Linked DNA regions of Mus musculus: all the other regions are linked to region 1. The links are chromatin contacts, called in public promoter capture Hi-C maps. All regions are on one chromosome and are shown on one strand. Each heading gives the region's core, a stretch centred on a gene start, on an enhancer-like site or on the middle of the called end of the contact. The rest is flanking DNA. Distances are from core to core; before and after follow the strand shown.

Region 1 (3,189 bases), core at 247-2,746:
GTTCCCCTCTTTGGGGCTGACTCAAGAAACCTGCTCCTCCATCTCTAGGAGAGGCTGGCCCACCTGTGGGTGGCCAGGCTTGATCCAGGTCCCTGCATGCTCAGGACAAACAGGATGGGGATGGGCTAGGGCAGGGAAAGTCTCTTGGCTTGTCCATCCACCAAGCAGCCACAACCGCAGGCAGGGATTCCGGCAGTCAGGCTGGTCGATGGTGGTAGCCCTGGTCAGGGAATCATGATGTGGTGGTAGGAGTGGCTGATGGCCAAACCAACAAGCTGTCTGGGCAAGCAGCCTGGCCTTCCCTACTGGCCAGGGAAGCAGCCCTTCCAGGCCCATAACAAATGGGGACAAAATACCTGGCTCCCAGCTATTGCTTCTTTCTTAAGTCTCTCCAAGGAGGAAACTGGGGCCCTGGAGGGGGGCTATGGGTGTCACGCCCTGGGCTGTAGAAGCTTCCTGTAGATGAGGGTGGAGGCAGGAGCTCCCCTATAAAGTCTGAATCCTGACCCGTTCCCCTGCTTCCAGCTTGAAGTTGGGACTTTGCAGGCCTGGCTGGAGCAGCGATAGAGAGATCACAATGGAAAAGGGAAGAAGTCAGAGGCCAAGGTCAGATGTGCAGTTCTCCCCATTCTACTTAAGAAGGAGGGCTCCATTCCAGCTTCTGTCCAACCTAGTCTGCAAGAGTCTAGGGGTCCTGAAAGGAGAAAAGGTCAGGCTACCCTCTCCACACATACACATAAGCCCATGTCAGTCATAAGACACCCATGCAAACACCCATGCTAACACACACATACTGAGATGTGCCTGAACTGTGCACACATGCAGATACCCACAGTTTCTGTGCGTGCAGCCAGGAAACACTGATGTCTGAGATGGAACCTAGAGTGTCCAAAACCAGCCACTAGTGCATGCACACGAAGAAGCCTGGACAGGCATAACCAAGTCTCATCCAGATGTGCACATACTGGACTGTATACAGAGAACATGTGTACACCCATGTACACTTTTCCAGATGTGCACATCCGGGTACACCCCACCTCCAGAAAAGAACAAAAATACCCAGACCAGTATACACAGGCACATCCGCCCCCAGTTGGGTACACAAGATACTTCCACCCTCGCTGTGTGCATCCATGTGCACCCACTCCCAGCTATGTACAACAGTCTGTTCTGCCCCAAGACGTGTCCATCCCAGGGACTCGCGGTTGCAAAAGAGAACAGGAAGCTTCCCAGGAGGGTACAAGGAAGAGAAGGATGAAGGGACCTAGCGCGGAGAACCAGCGCGGCGGAGCCCCTGTCCGCCCTCCATCCGCCCTCACCGTGGATGCCGGTCTGGTGCGCCATGGCTCAGCTTTCGGCTCGCCCGTGCCGTCGGAGTTCTCCTCTTGGTCCTGGCCCGGCTCGACTCGGCTCGCCTGGACCCAGAGCTCCGGAGGATGTGGCGACGGCACCGAGCCTCGCGCAGCTTCCCGGGCGGTGCCGCAGGACCCGCCCCCAGCGCGCCCCGCCCCCGGAGGGCGAGGCCGGCAGAGGCGGGCATTGGTGCCGCGCGTGCGCGCAGCGGGCGCCGGGGTCCGGATGGCCCAGTGCCCGGCCGCTACCACCTTCATGGCCAAGAAGGGGCCCCAAGGGATTGTGTGGGTGGTCCCTTGTAGGCCAGGATCCTGGAGGTCTGTGGGCGGATCCGCACTTGGGCGTGGGAGGGGCTGTGAGCTTGCCGCGGAGGAGGTTTGAGAGTGAGGGCCGATCCAGGCGTACCCGTTTGTGATGGTGAGGTGATCTCAGTGTAGGTGGGCACGCGCTCGTGTGTGGTCGTGAGTGTGAGTGTGTGTGTGTGTATGTGTGTGTGTGTGTGTGTGTGTGTGTGTGTGTGTGTGTGTGTGTGTGTGTGTGTGTGTGTGTGTGTACTGATTTCCTACCAGTCATCAGGTGCACGGTGTCTGGAGCCCAACGCTGAGAAAGTGAATGGCCATAGGAGGAAATGAATTTTGGAAGGAATACGGTAGGAGAGACCGAGGTGACCTAACAAGGCTGAGGAAAGTTTTCCAAAAAGACGGTGCATGTGCTAAGTGTGACCCAGTGGTGGAAGGACTGGAAGTCAACCTGAGGAACTTCCCAATTCCTAATGACCTTGCCTCTATTCCCAGCAGCCTTTCCTACTGCTCTTACAGACTAACGGCCGAATAGCAGCTAGTACTCTTTAACCTCAGAAACATCTCTCCACCCTGGACCTTGTTATTAAAAAATAGATAAACGGGACTGGACAGATGGCTCAGTGGTCAAGAGCATTAGCTGCTTTTGCATAGGACTCAAGTTTGGTTCCCAGCACCCACATGACACAACTGTTCCTTCTTCTGGCCTCCTGGGATTAGACACGGACATTGTGCACATAGATACATGCGGGCCAAACACCCAGACACACACCAAAATTTTTTTTTTACTGAAATAAATAAAAACTTTAAAAAATAGATAACTTAATGAGAGATGGCTCAGTCAGTAAAGTGCTGAGTTAGCATATAATTTCAGATTCCCGGCAACAGAATGAAGACACTTGGCTTTCCCCTTGGACTGTGCAGGGAGGCTGGGGACCTTGGGAGAGGGAGTTTGAGGAGACAGGCCAATACCTATTGGGGCTTATTTGCTTATTAGTCAGCCAACCCAGCCAAATGGAGAGAGAGAGAGAGAGAGAGAGAGAGAGAGAGAGAGAGAGAGAGAGAGAGAGAGAGAGAGAGAGAGAGAGAGAGAAAGCGCAATAGAGGCTGACTGGCTGGCATCCACCTCTGGTTTCCACATTGTACTCTAACATACACAGTGTATGTATATACTACACACACACACCCCAAATCTGTGAGAGAACTCAAGTTCAAATGGCATCCTTGGGCTGGCTCAGCTGATAGATCATTCTAACCTGCGTGACATGTGTGAAGTACTAGGTTTGATCCTTAGCACTACATAAATCAGGTATGTTGGCAAATAACTATAATCCAGAACTAAGGAAGCAAAGGCCTTCAAGGCCATCCTGGTCTACATGGTTAGATTTTTGTCTCATAAGTAAATAGGAAGGAAGAAAGAAAGAAAGAAAGGGGGGGGTGTTTCAGGATTAGCCTGGGCTAAGGAAGGAAGGAAGAAAGAAAGAAAGAAGGAAGGGAGAGAGAGAGAGAGAGAGAGAGAGAGAGAGAGAGAGAGAGA
Region 2 (3,036 bases), core at 482-2,981, 1.2 Mb before region 1:
TCTTTTCTGACCTGCTGCTCAATGCCTTTTTGTGCTCATCTGGGTCAAGGGGAGTTGGCTTTCTATTTGATGGGGCAGGAGGTGTCAGTCTGATCAGAAAATGTCCTGGGGAGTAAGAAGCCGGCAGCCTTCCCGGGTATCAGCTCTACCAAGAGCCAGGCATTCCCAAGCCGTCCCCCTGCCATCCTGCTTCCCGGCTGTGTGGCTCTGGATCGGTCCCCGTGCCTCTCTGACAAAGGAGCAGAAGGACAGGGTGGATGGACAGACATGGAGTGTAGCAGGTGCTATGCATCGGGCTGGAGGTTGGGTGCAGGACATGAGAAGTTACTCTCAGGTACTATGCCTGGCTCCTTTTTTCCCCTCTTCCCCTCCTCAATTTTGTCTTCCTCCTTGTTTTGGTTTTAGATAGGCTTTTCCTATGATGGAGTTCAGCTGGGTCTCGAACTCACAATCCTACTGTCTGTGCCTCTAAAATGCTGGGGTGGCAGACAGACACATCATGCTCGGCTTCCCTTTGCCTTGTTTTAGTCAAAATCGAGAACCTATTGGCTGGGTCAAAGATGAAAAGCCAGGTGAGTCTGGAAGAGAAAGGCTGAGGGTCCTGAGGGATCATAAGAGCAGTCGGGTGAGGGGTGACCAGGGGAAGTCATTGTGAGGGTGACCTGTACCAGGATTGGGTGTTTTCCTGTCCTCCCCTTCCAGGTCACAAGGCAGCCCCCTGAGTTGTGACATCCAGCAGGATCATAGCCATGGCAAGACACAGATTCCAGCCCCACCAGTGCAGGCAGCTGGACTCTGGGCCTTCATCCAACCTTCAGCCTTTGCCTAAGCCTGTCTTCTGCCCTCCTGGGTCATGTCAGATGGGTGCCTGGGTACCAAGCAGACAGGTTTCCATCTATTCTCACCATCTTGACTCCTCTAGGCTCATAGGTGCCAGGCCTCTAAGATGATTTTGCTAAGTCCCCTTCCTTGGACAGCTTCTGAGGGGTTAGCTCTCATCTCCAGCTTTAGATCTAAGGGGCTCCAGGATCCAGAAAAAAAGCTTTAAATTGTATGACTGCAGAAGTTCGTCCCCAGGCTGTGGATGAGGGACCTACTGTGCTGGGTTTCCAGCTGCCTCTGAGATGGGAAAGCCTGAGTGGTCACCACAAGGGAATCTGTCTGGACTGTGAGATCTTCTGGGTACCACGGAGCTTGCTAGGAGAGAGAGCTAACTTCCACGGGATTTCTTGGGAAAAGTCATAGGCTGGCCAGAGCCATACCCACATCCTGGCCAGCAAGCAGAAAGAGAAAGTGACTGGGCATGTATGTCTCTGTGCCTTCTCTAGGCAGCCTCCCCTGACTAAAACTTTGGAAGCAGCTCTGGTCAGTACCCTTTCTCTAAGCCAGCAGAGTGGGTCCTGAAAGGCAGGCTGTCCCTCACATGTCAGACACACAGAAAATGCTTGCTTCAGCCTGTGCTCTCTGAGTGAGGTCTGGAAGAAAGGATGCCACATGTCAATAACTCTTGTGTCAGGATCTGAGAGCTCCCCTCCCTACTCCCCCACCCCCACCCCCCACCGCATCCCACTGCACTATAAACAGGCTGACTGAAGAAGTGCTCGTAGAAGCACCCAGATGGACTGAAGGAAGCAGTGTGTGTGTGTGTGTGTGTGTGTGTGTAGCTTTGCAAAATAGAACCTAGCCCAAATCTCAGCCTCTGGGACAATCAAGGTGGGTGGTAAGAGGGATGTCTGGAGCACTGTGATGTCAGACCTGAACTCTCAGAGGAATCTTGAGGCCTGCCAGTCACCTGATAGACCAAAGCACCTGGTGCCAGGGAGAATGGAAGAGGCAGTGGGTGCCTGGCCCAGGGACCCTCCTGTCTTGCTCTGGGCCAGGCCAAGCCTCTGATGGAGAGGTCTAGGCTGGAGATCATGTGGTGATGTGCGTGGGAGCCTCAAGAAACATCTCCCAGAACAGAGAGCTTGGTACCCAATATTCTCAGCGGGGTGCGGCAGGAGGCAAGAGAGAGGAGAGAGTCCCAGCCTCTCTCCAAGCTTTCTACCTACCAGGTAAGAGAAAGTCAGCCTCTCTCCAAGCTCACCACCCTCCAGGCAGATTCTCGGTCTTTTTCAAACCCTCCACAGCCCTAGAACTGGCCTGTTTACATTTCTGACCACTTTGGGTAATGTTTGCTGTTGTCACCTTTTAGGCCACTGTGAGGATCTGTGTCTCCCCTATGTGGATCCACCAGGAAATATTATTTAGAAGGTTCATTTGTCTGGCGGAACTCGGAATCCAGGGGCCAGTGAGAAGCTTAATGGGCTCCGGGACTCACTAGTGACATCATCAGCATCCTGGACCCCCTCCTGCCCTGCTAGCCCCCCTGCACATTCTAGAAACTACACACGGTGGGGGACACTAGGGAGGACGTCCTCCTGTGACCGATTCTCTCTGCTTCCAAGCTAGTAGGAGTTCAAGCTGTCTGGAGGTTGCAACTAAATATAAGGACTAAGCTATGCTGGGTATTTTTATGCCAACTTGACACAAGTTAGAGTCATTTAGGAAGAAAGACCCTCAGTTGAGAAGACCCCCCATCCCTTTGGTTGGTAGACAAGCCTGTGGTGCAGTTTCCTGATTGGTAATTGATTTGGGAAGGCCCAGGTCACTGTGGGTAGTGCTACTCCTGGGCAGGTGGTCCTGGGGTGTATAAGAAAGCCGTTGAGTAAGCCATGAGGAGCAAGTCAGTAAGCAGCACCCTATATGGTGCCTCTGTACCGACTCCTGCATCCAAGCTCCTGCCATGACTTCTTTCAGTGATGGGCTACAATGTGAAACTGTAAACTGAAATCAAATCCTTTCCTCCTCGCCAAGTTGTTTATGGTCCTGGTGTTTCACCATAGCAACAGAAACCCTAAGACACTAGCCCAGGCGGTAACTTACTGATCAGAGCTAGCCTGAGCCATCAGAGATAGAATCCCTAGCCTTGGAGAAAGACCACCCCTCCCAGCTTCCCCTGCCTGCAGGTTCCAGCTTCTCAATGCCAGATATAAT
Region 3 (3,212 bases), core at 229-2,728, 1.3 Mb before region 1:
GCTACTTCCCCAACCTTCCCTTGTTCATCTGCCGTCCTGGCAGAGGCGGCCGTACCAATGGGCAGAGTGCAGCGGCCGGAGGCATTCAGCTCTTCCAGCAGGATGGTCATGATGGGCACCAGCTTCTGCTTGCTCTCCTCGTTGGATACAAAGCTGCTCTCAAGCTGGGGAAGACACAGACAGCACAGTGAGTGACCACACCTCAGGCTCCCTGCTGCAGCAACATGGAGCTAGCTGCTGGAGGCTGGGGATTCAAGACACAGGAACTCTCTCCCCACCTGTGCCCACCACGGACGCACCCACCCACCCACCCTGGCCCCATCTTGCTGCAGACCTCCAGCGTGGTCAAGTAGCCGGCCAGCTTTTTAACGATGGGTTCCAGGGCACAAGTCTTAGCCTGAGCGTCACACACAAAGCCCAGGTTGAAGAGGAGAGCATTGCGGCTGTACTTCTTGTGTTCAATGCACACGGGGCAGCCAATCAGCTTCTTCTCCATGGCTGTGCTGGAGAGGTAGAACAGAGTCAGCCTGCCCCGCCCCCACCCCCACCCCCAAGCCAGGCTGGGACCCCTCTCCTCCCACCCAACTAAAGCCTCACACAGTGATGAGCTTGTTCTGTAACTCGGGCTTGGTGATGATGTACACCTGGACCGTGTCAAACAGTTCTCGCGAGATGAAATCCTCAGGGACCTGGAGAAGGCAGCCATGAGAGAGAGCTCCCTCAGTGGACGTTGGGTCCGGGCAGATTTTTACAGCCCACCCAGGCACAAGTCCCTCTACCGTTTTCTTCCCTCATCCACCCAGTGGTCTACTTTGTGCTTCCAAACACATGCTATGTTTTGGCAAGCTCCCTTGGCTTTTGCGTTCACTATTCCCACTACCTGGAATACCCCTTTCTACCCTCACCTAACTTTTATATATCATTTGTCTTGGTCCAGTGTTTCTCTTGGGTCATCTAAACCTTCATGAGCCTTAGCACCTCCCCGAAACCTATAGCCTGATTCTGTTTGGGGGACAAAACTCCTCCCCCACACTAGAACCTGATTCAGTTTGGGGGACAAAACTCCTCCCCCACACTAGAAACCGGAGACCTGGGTCTGTGTACCCTCTCCATTCAATGGAAGAGACACGCGTGGATGAACCACAACCCCTCCAGGCGGCCAGCTGAGCTCCAGAGAGCATCCCTCCCCTCGCCTAGTCCGGGAGTGTGGAAGGCACCTGATAGGTAATTTTGGGTCCCAGCGTTGGGTGGAACTCGCTGAAGAATATACATTCGATGCGGCAGCTGCTGCCCATGGCGCTGTCTGGATCCAAGTCTGTAATCCCTGTTTTTCGTGTGGGGATCGCCTCTACGCCTTGGAATACCCTGTCAAAAAGAGAAAGAGGCCCGGGTAGGTCACACAGGTTTGTGAGCGCAAACCCAACGAGCCGTCAACTCAACAGCGCCTGCGCAGGGCGACTCAGGGGGCGTGGTTGCCGCTGGATGGGATGGGAGGGGGCTTGTCCCAGGAAGTCTCGGGTGGGTAGACATCGCACCCGGAAGTGAAGCTACTCCGTAACGGAGCGGTGGCGCGGCTGGCGGGGCCGAGGGTCCAGTTTATTTTGGAGGAAGTCACTGCGTAGAACCTGAGAAGCAGGTGAGGAGGGCAAAATTCTACGGTGGAGGTACAGCGTGTCAGGTGCACATGGGGAGGCAGTGTGCAAAGAAATTCACGCTTAGGTAGGGAAGCAGCTGGGAAATACAATTCCCGTAGTGCTCCACGCCTTCCGTTCCGGCTAACGATGACGTGCTGCATTCTGGGATTTGTAGTCTTCCTCCTCCCACTTGGAAGGTGCGATCGTTACCACTTCAAATACAGGTGTTTGACAGGTAGACTGCTAAGTTGGGACTGTTAGTGCCGGCACTACTCTGCTCCTGTCATAACTTCTCCGGGAAAAGGTGCCATTTCTGTCCTGAGTTACTGTCCCCAGTGAGGGGCGTGGACAGTGGGCACTCTTGCCAACGCCTACGATGCTTTCAGGCTGTGCAGCTATCGGCTGGGCTGACCATGGCCCTTTCTGTGGAGACGGAGTCGCATATCTACCGAGCTCTGCGCACTGCCTCTGGGGCTGCAGCCCACCTCGTGGCGTTAGGCTTTACCATCTTTGTTGCTGTGCTTGCCAGACCTGGCTCCAGTAAGTAGAATTCATAGTCCACTTATGGGAAGGGAAAAGCTACTTCTCTTGGGGAACAGGGGGCAGTAGGAAACGATGGGCGTAACTCCTGAGAACAGGATTGACTGGCTGAAGGATATTCTCTGTTGAACGTATTTAACGTCGTGGGAAGAGCAGACCAGTGTGGGGGCTCTGCCCGCCAGGGCAAGCTTTAAGTACATGGCTTCTCTTCCTTTGATTTGGCATTTCATTCCTGACTTGTGGGGATGCTGGAGGAAGGAGCCGCCAGAGGAGTGGCAGAGCGTGCTTTCTGTCCAGGGAAGAGAACAGGGGGTGGGTAAGATGAGCTTGTTACTGGAGGAGGCTCGCATTTTGACCCCTCCTTGGGTGATGGATGGGCTGTCCATCCCGGCTATAGAGCCTGGTATGCTGGTTTCTTTTTCCCTAGTTCCATGAGGCGCCCTCTTCTCATTCCAGGTCTGTTCTCCTGGCACCCCGTTCTTATGTCTCTGGCTGTAAGTAGTGGGTTTGGGTAGCTTTTAGGGGTAGAATGTGGGCGTTGTTGGTGGCTCTCAGAATCCTTGTAGGCATTTAGTGCCAGTGTAGACGAGCTGTATGTCCTCACTCCTGCTTCTGACGAATATCCAAGGCTTGAAAACGGTATTCATGACCCAGGACGAACAGATGAAGCTCACCCAAGCACAAAAGGGCGGCTTCTCTCACCTCCAGCTAGGAAGCTGAGAAATGGCATTTGGAGGCTGCTCTGTCCCTAAAAACCTTAATTTCTGGTGATGCATCTAATTGTCCCTGAAACAGTGCACCCGTGTGGCTAGCTCTTGCCAAGAAATTGTATCCTGCCCCATGGAAGGGAGACAAAGCTTGTGAATCATTTATAACTGCCATGTCTCAAACCTTGTTTGCTGGGTCACATAGCCGAGGTGACATTTCAGAAAAACACCCAGGAAGAAGTCTGGAGAGGCAGCTCTAACTACTCAGGGCAGCCATTTTGTGCCACACAGGGCCTTCATCTTATCAAGTGCAGCATTTTGTCCTTGGGGG
Region 4 (2,948 bases), core at 168-2,667, 2.0 Mb after region 1:
GGGAGTATAGTTTCTACCCTTGTAGAATACTGTGTGTGTATTCTCTCATAATTTCATTGAGCATAGTTAGAGAAAACTGGTGTTTACAAGGTGGTGTGAATCTCATTCACCCATTTTTAATTAAGTTCTCTCTCCGATTGCTCAGCTATAGAAATTCTTTACTTTAAACACAAATCCTATCCTAGATCAGTGTTTGGCACGTATTGTTCCAGTGCTGAGGGATGCCTTCCAACTCTCCTGATGCCATTGTATAAAAGTACACAGTTTTTAATTTTCATGAAATCCATCTTGTCTTCTTTTGTGTCTCTTGTTCTTTTTGTCATTTGTAAGAAGCAATCTAAGGTTACAATGGATTTCCTTTTGTGACTTCTATAACTTTAATTTTAATTAATTTTATGTGGTGTGCAATGAAGATCTACATATACTTGAATCACTTGTTGAAAAGAAAAGACCATTCTTTTCCCATTGAATGTTTGACACCCTTGCCAAAATGTGAATTCTCAATTTGATTCCATTGATCTGGATACCCATCTGTGATAAAGTCCCTAATGTGTTGGTTTGATTTAATGTAGTTTTCTACCCTTTGAGACAGGGAGGTATGAGGCTGCAACCTCAGAGTAATGTTGACTATTCTGCATTTCTTGTACTGCTGTATCACTTTTTCAGAGAATTGTTAATCTCACTGCAAGTGGCTGGGGTTTTAGTGGCGTTGACTCGGCAGAGCTAATGTTTCCCACCCATAAACAGAAGACCTTCCACTTACTTGGCGGTTCCTTTCAACAGGGTTTTCTTTTCAATCCCCTTTTCTCAGTGGTTTCAGTTTGCTGTGTGCATCGTGCAGCACTAAAATCCATTGTTCTTATTTATTTTCTGACCAATTTGAATCTGAGTTTAAAATATTCTTCAACAGTCTTAACATAAAAAAATTAAAACACGAATCAAAATTTTATTATTTATTTATTATTTTTGTGGGGGGGGGGTTCAAGACAGGGTTTCTTTGTGTAGCCCTGGCTGTCCTGGAACTCACTCGGTAGACCAGGCTGTCCTGGAACTCAGAAATCCGCCTGCCTCTGCCTCCCAAGTGCTGGGATTAAAGGCGTGTGCCACCACTACCCAGCCATGAATCAAAATTTTATTTTTAATTCCTAGTTGAACCTTCTCTCTAAAAATGTATTTATACAATACATTCTCCATGTGATATTTTTTCTTTTCTTTGTTTTTTTTTTTTTTTTTAAGAATTGGGGCCTGTTTTAAGAGATTCTAGACACATACACATTGCTATTCCATCTGGGGAAATTTACTGATTGTGGCAATCAAATGAATACGTACCTCTGCTTTCTCTTCACGGGCCTCACTTAGAGATAACCTTCCAGGTTGTGCCTCAGAGATGTCACGTGACCCATTTCTGTATCTTTGTGCGGTCCCACCGGGCCTCACTTGCAGGTGCTTCCTGCTTTTATGAGTAAAGGGTTGTTGTGAGTCTAGTCCACGGGCTGGCAAAGCAGCTTTCTTCTCTACTTGTTTCTCCCACTCGGGAAGTCCATACATAATTTAATTACATGTTTCTTCTGGGAACAAGAAAGGGAGACTACAGAGAGTAAAAGCACTTTTCTTCCATGAAAAAAATGTCCTCTTTGGGTTAAGCAAGCCACTTAAGGCCGGAAGGAAGGAACAGATGTTCAGCTAAAGTGGAAGTGCAGATCCACTGTGGGAACTTCAGAGTCACATGTTGGTTTTTCTAGATGGAATCTACGAGGATGGACTTCTCCTGGATCACTCCAGTATTTGTTGGCAGAGCAGATGCTATAAATTTGAATGGGACTTTAGTATCCAAACAGGATTTTAAGCACAGTACTAGTAGAAAATTGACATTTGGCCTGTGAAATTCAGTGACAGATGCTCATATTAGAGACAGTCATGGTGACTGACCCCAGAGCAGGATGGGGGTGAGGGGAGGGGAGGAGAGGAGGACAGTGAAGCCGGTAACTTGTTATGCTTATGTTCAGGAGCAAGCTGGACAAGAGAAGAGATGCCTTTTTCTTTTCTTCACAACGTAAAAAGAAATTCTCAAATCCAAATAAAACGACCACAAAACCCCAGGTTGCTAAAGCCTCCCTGAGGGAAAAGAAAGCAAGAGGTCTTATGTAGCTTACTCCACATTGAACAAAGCTGTAGAGATTGAAGTAGCATGGCCCTGGGTAAAGCAGAGCTTTGGAGCCGAGTAGAGGCTAGTGTAGACCTAGCATCCATGGCGGTGGTGAGTTGAGGAGGGATGGCCTTTACAGTGCTAGTGCTGGGAAAGTTGGATGTACACAAAGACACAGATGATGATACTACACCCTCACCTCTCACCAGTTCGAAAAACCAATCCCAATACAGGGCCTAAACCAAAATGTTGAGAAGAAAACACAGAAATATTTTAAGGTATTGAAATGGCTAAGATTTGGGGGGGGGGGGCAGGATAGAGTAACAAGACTCTCAAGCACAGGAAAAGAAAGCAAAATAAACACATGCCATCAAACTGGAAGCCTGCTACTGAACCAGAGCAAGTGGGGACGCGCTCCAGAGTGAGAGAATGTCACCTGCAAATTATTCAGTTGACCAGGGGCTAATAGTCAGAACCTGGAAGGAACTCCAGGAGCCAAACAGACAAAAAGCTGGGGACAAAAGCACTACATAGTCATTTTAAAAACATGCAGATGACCACACGTGTGAAAAAATGCTCAGGGTCTTTAATCATCAGGGAAATGTAGTGAAACTGCAAGGTGTCACTTCACCTTATTAAGAATGGCATCACCAGGAAGACTAAAGGCAGGTCCTGGGGACGACAGATAGGAAGTGGCCTTTAGACTGTTGGTTGGAATGTAACGTAGGATACTTAAGAGAGGTCTTTAAAAACGCCAAAGCAAAACTATTATAGGATACAGATAAACTACTATTGGGTATAT

The links. Promoter capture Hi-C pulls out the DNA fragments that hold promoters and counts their contacts.
Region 2: a promoter capture Hi-C map of liver shows a contact between it and region 1, with 7 times the contacts expected there. The contact joins the promoter of 4930429P21Rik here to the promoter of Twf2 in region 1. A contact is called at or near these places in 3 of 39 promoter capture datasets (liver and pre-B cells) and 1 of 9 other capture datasets (liver).
Region 3: a promoter capture Hi-C map of liver shows a contact between it and region 1, with 9 times the contacts expected there. The contact joins the promoter of Cyb561d2 here to the promoter of Twf2 in region 1. A contact is called at or near these places in 6 of 39 promoter capture datasets (the C10 cell line, cranial neural crest, liver and 2 more), 1 of 484 Hi-C or Micro-C datasets (CD4 T cells), 5 of 115 datasets of contacts at active chromatin or transcription factors (astrocytes, bone marrow-derived macrophages, embryonic midbrain and 2 more) and 3 of 9 other capture datasets (adipose tissue, liver and pancreatic islet).
Region 4: a contact with region 1 is called in a promoter capture Hi-C map of pre-B cells, with 5 times the contacts expected there. The contact joins the enhancer-like site here to the promoter of Twf2 in region 1. A contact is called at or near these places in 8 of 39 promoter capture datasets (the 3T3-L1 cell line, the C10 cell line, cranial neural crest and 4 more), 1 of 115 datasets of contacts at active chromatin or transcription factors (large pre-B cells) and 1 of 9 other capture datasets (liver).

Annotation. Positions count from the first base shown.
Region 1 is chr9:106,201,415-106,204,603 of GRCm38.p6, reverse strand. It overlaps Twf2 (twinfilin actin binding protein 2), which reads right to left and starts at 1,496. Exons shown (of 9, transcript NM_011876.3): 1 at 1,320-1,496. The coding sequence starts at 1,344.
Region 2 is chr9:107,352,753-107,355,788 of GRCm38.p6, reverse strand. It overlaps 4930429P21Rik (a long non-coding RNA gene), which reads left to right and starts at 1,731. Exons shown (of 5, transcript XR_003948243.1): 1 at 1,731-2,054.
Region 3 is chr9:107,540,459-107,543,670 of GRCm38.p6, reverse strand. It overlaps Cyb561d2 (cytochrome b-561 domain containing 2), which reads left to right and starts at 1,478. Exons shown (of 4, transcript NM_001357289.1): 1 at 1,478-1,636; 2 at 2,021-2,174; 3 at 2,631-2,668. The coding sequence starts at 2,048. It overlaps Nprl2 (NPR2 like, GATOR1 complex subunit), which reads right to left and starts at 1,462. Exons shown (of 11, transcript NM_018879.2): 1 at 1,218-1,462; 2 at 598-689; 3 at 335-503; 4 at 56-164. The coding sequence starts at 1,295.
Region 4 is chr9:104,242,755-104,245,702 of GRCm38.p6, reverse strand. The region is part of intron 2 of Dnajc13 (DnaJ heat shock protein family (Hsp40) member C13); the gene reads left to right. Among named protein-coding and RNA genes, the nearest start is that of Dnajc13, 19 kb to the left of the region's middle. Within about 2 kb of position 1,417, at least 57 of the 459 cell types and tissues checked have an H3K27ac peak or open chromatin away from gene starts, as enhancers often do. A contact at or near this core is called in pre-B cells, where this site is marked.